Linked DNA regions of Rattus norvegicus: region 2 is linked to region 1. A link is a contact called in public Hi-C data. All regions are on one chromosome and are shown on one strand. The core of a region is the stretch at or near the end of the contact, and the rest is flanking DNA. Distances in the headings are between cores, read along the strand shown.

Region 1 (2,700 bases), core at 23-2,522:
AGCAGCAGCAGCAGCAGCAAGAAGTGCCCTACAGCAGCAGCAGCAGCAGCAGCAGCAGCAGCAGCAAGAAGTGCCCTACAGCAGCAGCAGCAGCAGCAGCAGCAGCAGCAGCAGCAGCAGCAGCAGCAGCAGCAAGAAGTGCCCTACAGCAGCAGCAGCCAGTACCAGAGCAGTACGGATGATCCTTGACTTATGATGCCTTGATGTAGGAGGATGGAACTTTACAGCATCGTGAAAGTGATGTGCATTCAGCCAAAAACATGCTTCCTTCACATTTCAAAGTTTTGATCTTTTCCTGGGCTAGTGACAGGCGTCATGACCCTGTCTCCAGGTTGGAAAGTGTCAGCCAGCCGCAGCTCCCAGTCAACCAGAGCATCAGTAGCATCGGGAGGAAAAAACAACTGGCAACATTCGCTAAGCTGCGACATTTGGCAGTTAGGGTTAAATGCACTTTGACTTCCTGCGTTCCCATTATGATATATCTATGGGCATGGCCCAACATCAGCCAGCATCTTTGAGTGGTACCAGCCCATCTGGTGCATCAAGTCCTGTCCTATTTCTAGTGTATCTGCCATTAGGGTCAAGGAACTTTATCTTCTGGAATATTCGGAAGATAATTCTATTAATATTCACATACTTACGTACAGATCACCTTGCTTTATCTAATTTATTAATTTACATTTTATTTGGTTTTAAAAATCAGTGCCTTTGTATTTTTGTAATAAGCGCTTTTGTTGATTATTTCATGATTACACGAATAGATACAACATGTTTAATGCAAATAGGACAAAAGAGCAGAATGTAAACAATACAAGGTGGTTGAGAGACAAAATTTAAGGCACAAGCAATTGCTGCAATTCCACAAGATATCCACTGGATGGCGCAAGAATCTCACGCAAATACGTCAGGGATGGCTACCGGAGAATTCCATTTCTCCCACGTTAAATCAAAAGTGATGCGAATTGCTGTAAAAGGTGTGCATCTCCTCGGCATCCTCACAAGGGATTGTATTGTTCTCCTTCTTTACCTGTGTGTTGGCAAGGCACTCGTCTCCTGTATTCACGCTCAGAGCCGGCCTCTGTGTCTGTCTTCCCTGAGATTCAATTTCAAGCCTGCAAACACCGCCAGTTGCATGGGGGGTGGGGTGGGGGGGAACGACTGCTTTAGCTTTGGTAAAAATCTGAGAAGAATTTTGAAGAATCAGAATTAGACCATGTACTCCACACTGTGTTGAAGTTTCCCATACCAGTGTTGCCAGCGCTGGGACAAATAGCACTGTCTTCTACCCAGTGTAAAAGGCAGCATTCATAGTAACATGGAGGAAGGGCCACGCCAGAGAAACTGCCCTGATACTTTTATATGTATTTGTCTATCGGAGCAAAACTGTTTTGTATATGTGTATATTGTTTGGTCATGTATATATGTGTTCGTGTGTGTGTGTGTGTGTGTGTGTGTGTTTGTGTCTGTGTGTGTCTTTGTGTCTGTGTGTGTGTCTGTGTGTGTCTGTGTGTGTGTCTGTGTGTCTTTGTGTCTGTGTGTGTGCGCGCCTGTGTGTGTGCGCCTGTATGTGTGTCTCTGTGTGTGTTTGTGTGTGTATGTGGAGGCCAGGGGTTAATGTCCAGTATCTTCCTCAGTTACTCTTTTTTATGGTTAATATTGTGTACTTAGAATTAATAGCTGTTTGGAGTGTTGCTCAGTCCTGGGTTCAATTCCTAGCACCTCTAACTGCAAGTCTATCGTTGGGGCTGGAAAGAAAGTTCAGTGGTTAAGATTGTATCCTGCTCTTTCAGAGGACCCAAGTCCAGTTCCCAGCAGCTCACTGGGTGGCTAGTTAACAACCACCCGTGACCCTAGCTCCGGGAATCCAGTGCCCTCTTCTGGCCCCTGTGAGCACCTGCGCTAATGTAGACATACTGGCACACATAATTAAACTAATTTTTTTTTTTAAAGAAGGAATTATCAGCAGGATTTCAATGGGGCTGGATTCCATTTAAGTGCGCCCAGATTTGTTGGCAACATCCAAAGGCTCACAATCCGGAGTCAGATGGACCTGTGCCGCCTTCTCCTCCCGGCCTGATTGATTTTGGTCATTCCGTCACAGAATTTCTTCTCAGCTTGTTTGCCCTGGGGCTTCTTGGCCTTGGCTTCTCCGATGAACAGAGTCATTGTTTCTGTCTTCCTCATGGCTGACTTGGTGGTCAGGGGAAACTGGATGATGGCACAGAGGTCGTGTTTGTTTTTCCTGGATGTACTCTTGCCAAGGGCATTTGGACCACATCCAGAGTGGCCCTGCCTTGGGCTGCCCTTCTCTTTTTTTGTGTGGCTGTGGATGTCTCTCTGCACCGCTCTTTTGGCTGGGAAAGACTTTGTGCTTGGGAGCTTTTTGTCTTCACCTTCATTGTTCTATTGGCTTCTACCTCGGTTTTTGAGGCAGGGTCTCCCACTAAGCTTGCCAATTCACCTACACTGGCGAGCTAGCAAGCCCCAGGGCCTCCATGTCTGATGCCTCTGCTTTGCCATGCCTAACTTTGTAAGGTTCTGAGGATCGAACTCTGGTCTTTATGCCTTTATGGAAAGCACTTTAGCAACTGAACCATCTCCCAGCCCGGAAAAGTTTTATTTTATTTTATTTCATTTTATTTGACTTAATTATCCAGGGCATCTTCCAGATCCTAACATGCTGTAAAGACCTCAGCCTCC
Region 2 (2,700 bases), core at 113-2,612, 500 kb after region 1:
AATAAAGTTAACCTAAAAATCGGAGTCTCTTAAAACTAACAAACAGCCCTCAAAAAGGCAAAATTGTCTTTCCTTTCTTCCTATTTCCTTTTTCTAAAAACAGAACGGAGTGACTGCAAGGTATTTTCTTACTATCTGACATCTACTAACACAGAGCTACCTTCCTTTTTTGTTCGCTTGTTTGTTTGGGGTGGGGAGTGAGGAAAAAAAGAAAAAAAAAAAGAAAAGACCAAATAATAATAATTACTATTACAGAAGGGTAAGTGAAGAAGGAGAGAAAAAAAATCAAACTTGCTGAATTAGCTTAGGAGTCAGTGGAATCTGCAAATAAAGTGTTCTTGGGACATTTTTTATTTTGTCATGTTCCGAAGTCCCTCAACTACCGAAGGCATGGAATGCCGCTCGGAACTTGACAATTCTGCTTCCTTCGTACACTTTTTTAAAGCTGTAAAAAAGTGCCGAGGGCCGCTTTCGGATTAGTTGGCAGTATTTTCGGCGTGGCTGCGTGTTTTTGTGCATTCATACAAAAAACCTCTAACAGACACACACGCACAATATCTACACACAGCCATATCTCGGCACGGGCGATCACACTTTCGATAACAACGCTTCTTTAAATTTTACTCCTCCGCCATAGAGTTGCTTGTCAAAATGAGGAAAGAAACAACATTTTAAAAGAAAGCGCTGTGGTGATTCAGTTCCCATTGTTTCCCCCTGCGAGAGGGAGGGAAAAAAAAAAAAAAAAAACAAGAAAGGCAAAGAAAAGCCTCCATCTCACCTGGCCTGCGCTTCATCCAAACTCTGGTCTGTGATGGTCATAATTTGCTGTAAAATGTCCCCGATGTCCTGCTTCCTCCCGCCCTCCCCCTCGGTCCCTCCGGCCCCATCCTGCAAGTGCTGGGACAGGCCGGGGTGTCCGGCCATCCCGACCCCAGCGTGGGAATGCATCAGCCTCGGCTGCTCGTCCATCTCTGAAGGCTCCGGCAGCCCCGGCTCTTCCTCTTCGGCTCCTCGGCTCGGCGCCTGGGAAGCACCGAGGCTTTTTATCCTTCAAGCTGTCTTCAAATCCTTTTCAGGATAAACAGGGACCAGGGTTTAAAAAAAAAAAGAAGAAGAAGAAGAAGAAGAAGACCAAAAGGGAAAAAAAAAATCTCTTTGCCTCTTTAGAGGATGGTGGGAGGATGGGGAGGGGGAGGGGGCGTGAAGGGGTTGCGGGGTGAGGGTGGGGATAAGGGCTGGTGGGGAAGGGTGTTGACTCCAAAAAAGCAAGAAAAATAAACCACCTTCCCACTTGGCGAAAAGAAATCAGAGCTGCCTTTGGGTTTTTCAGTCCGATCTCCTGTGCAAGGCAGAAATGGGCTCCCGACGCTTAAATCTGTGGCTTAATCCGTTTGCAAATATGCATTGATCGGGAGAAAGGAGAGGAAGGCAGGGGGATTGCAATGCAAACTTTCCCCCCCACCCCCCGCTGCCCCCCACCCCCACTCCGGGCCAGAGTGATCTCAAAGGGGGTGGGCTGTAGCAGAAGCCAGATCTCCCCCAGCCGTGGCGGCAGGCAAAACCCAAGCTCTCTCCTCCTCCGTGTCTCTGCAAACTCCAGCAGCCCCGTCAGCCTCCTGCTTTTGTTTAGCCCAGGCTCAGGACTCCAGAAACATATACAGAAAAACCACAGCCTGAGAGGAGGAGGAGGAGAAGGAGGAGGAGGAGGAGGTGGAGGAGGAGAAGGAGGAGGAGGAGGAGGAGAAGGAGGAGGAGGAGGAGAAGGAGGAGAGGGGAGGGGGCCGAGGGAAGGGGGGAGGGGGCGGAGAGGCCAGGAGGCGGGGGTCAGAGGAGGGAGGAGGGATTCTGAGCCCCGCCCCCCTCTCTGATTGGCCAGTCCGGAAAATGGGCTCCTCCTCCACCTACTTTCCACCCTACGCCGCCTCCTCGGCCTCCTTCAGCTCCTCCTAGCCCGGGAGTCTTGTCAATCAGAGTTCAGAGGTGGGCCGGGAAGGGGGCGGAGCCACGACCCAGTCTCCAGTTCTTAAAGGCGCAGAGAGACCTTAGCTCCGGCTCTTGTCTGCTTAGGCTGCGTCCTTGAGGAAAACGTGGCTCCACTTAAACGCAAGACTGTAAAATTAACACGAAAGCACACAGACCGTGTGGATCCCTCCGCCCCACCCCTCGTTCGTCTACGCGGTGACGCTGCGGTAGTAAACTTGGTTCTCTGAAATCTTAGACCTCGGGGAAACTGTTGAGAGCAAAACTTTGTTATATGACGTAGTTAGTAAATAAAATCGAGCTGCTAAGATAATGAATAATGATCTCTAATAGGTGAAAGTCGAGATAGTAAGTAATTTGCAAAACCTCAACTCTATGCCCGCAAAGAGAATATGAATTGTCATTTTTGTGGCATAGACACTAGCTAAAGTGTGGACTTTGAAACCAAATAAAACTCAAGAAAAATACCAATAAATAAGTTTACCAAAAGAAACGAATTCAACAATTCTCTTCCCCCGCGAGGGAAGTTGGTTATTTGGCTTAAACACTTAATAAGGGACTGCATTATCACAGTCTGGTTCTAGTTTTTAATATAGTCTAATAAGCATTAATAACAGGGAAAAGAAGGAAACTGACATTTATTGAATGCCTACTATGCACAAAGTAATTTACTTGAGTTATTGTATTTAATCCCCAAGACATCTCTGTGAATTGTGGGTT

The links. Hi-C and Micro-C count contacts between places; a contact is called where the count stands out from the background.
Region 2: a contact with region 1 is called in a Hi-C map of the A7r5 cell line, with 7 times the contacts expected there. The contact joins the promoter of Pbx1 here to the enhancer-like site in region 1. A contact is called at or near these places in 3 of 12 Hi-C or Micro-C datasets (the A7r5 cell line, frontal cortex and mammary epithelial cells) and 1 of 1 datasets of contacts at active chromatin or transcription factors (oligodendrocytes).

Annotation. Positions count from the first base shown.
Region 1 is chr13:82,619,354-82,622,053 of GRCr8, forward strand. It overlaps the pseudogene LOC134481462. Among named protein-coding and RNA genes, the nearest start is that of Lmx1a, 250 kb to the left of the region's middle. Within about 2 kb of position 1,273, at least 23 of the 93 cell types and tissues checked have an H3K27ac peak or open chromatin away from gene starts, as enhancers often do.
Region 2 is chr13:83,119,684-83,122,383 of GRCr8, forward strand. Pbx1 (PBX homeobox 1) reads right to left here and starts at 1,363. Exons shown (of 9, transcript NM_001134862.2): 1 at 779-1,363. The coding sequence starts at 969.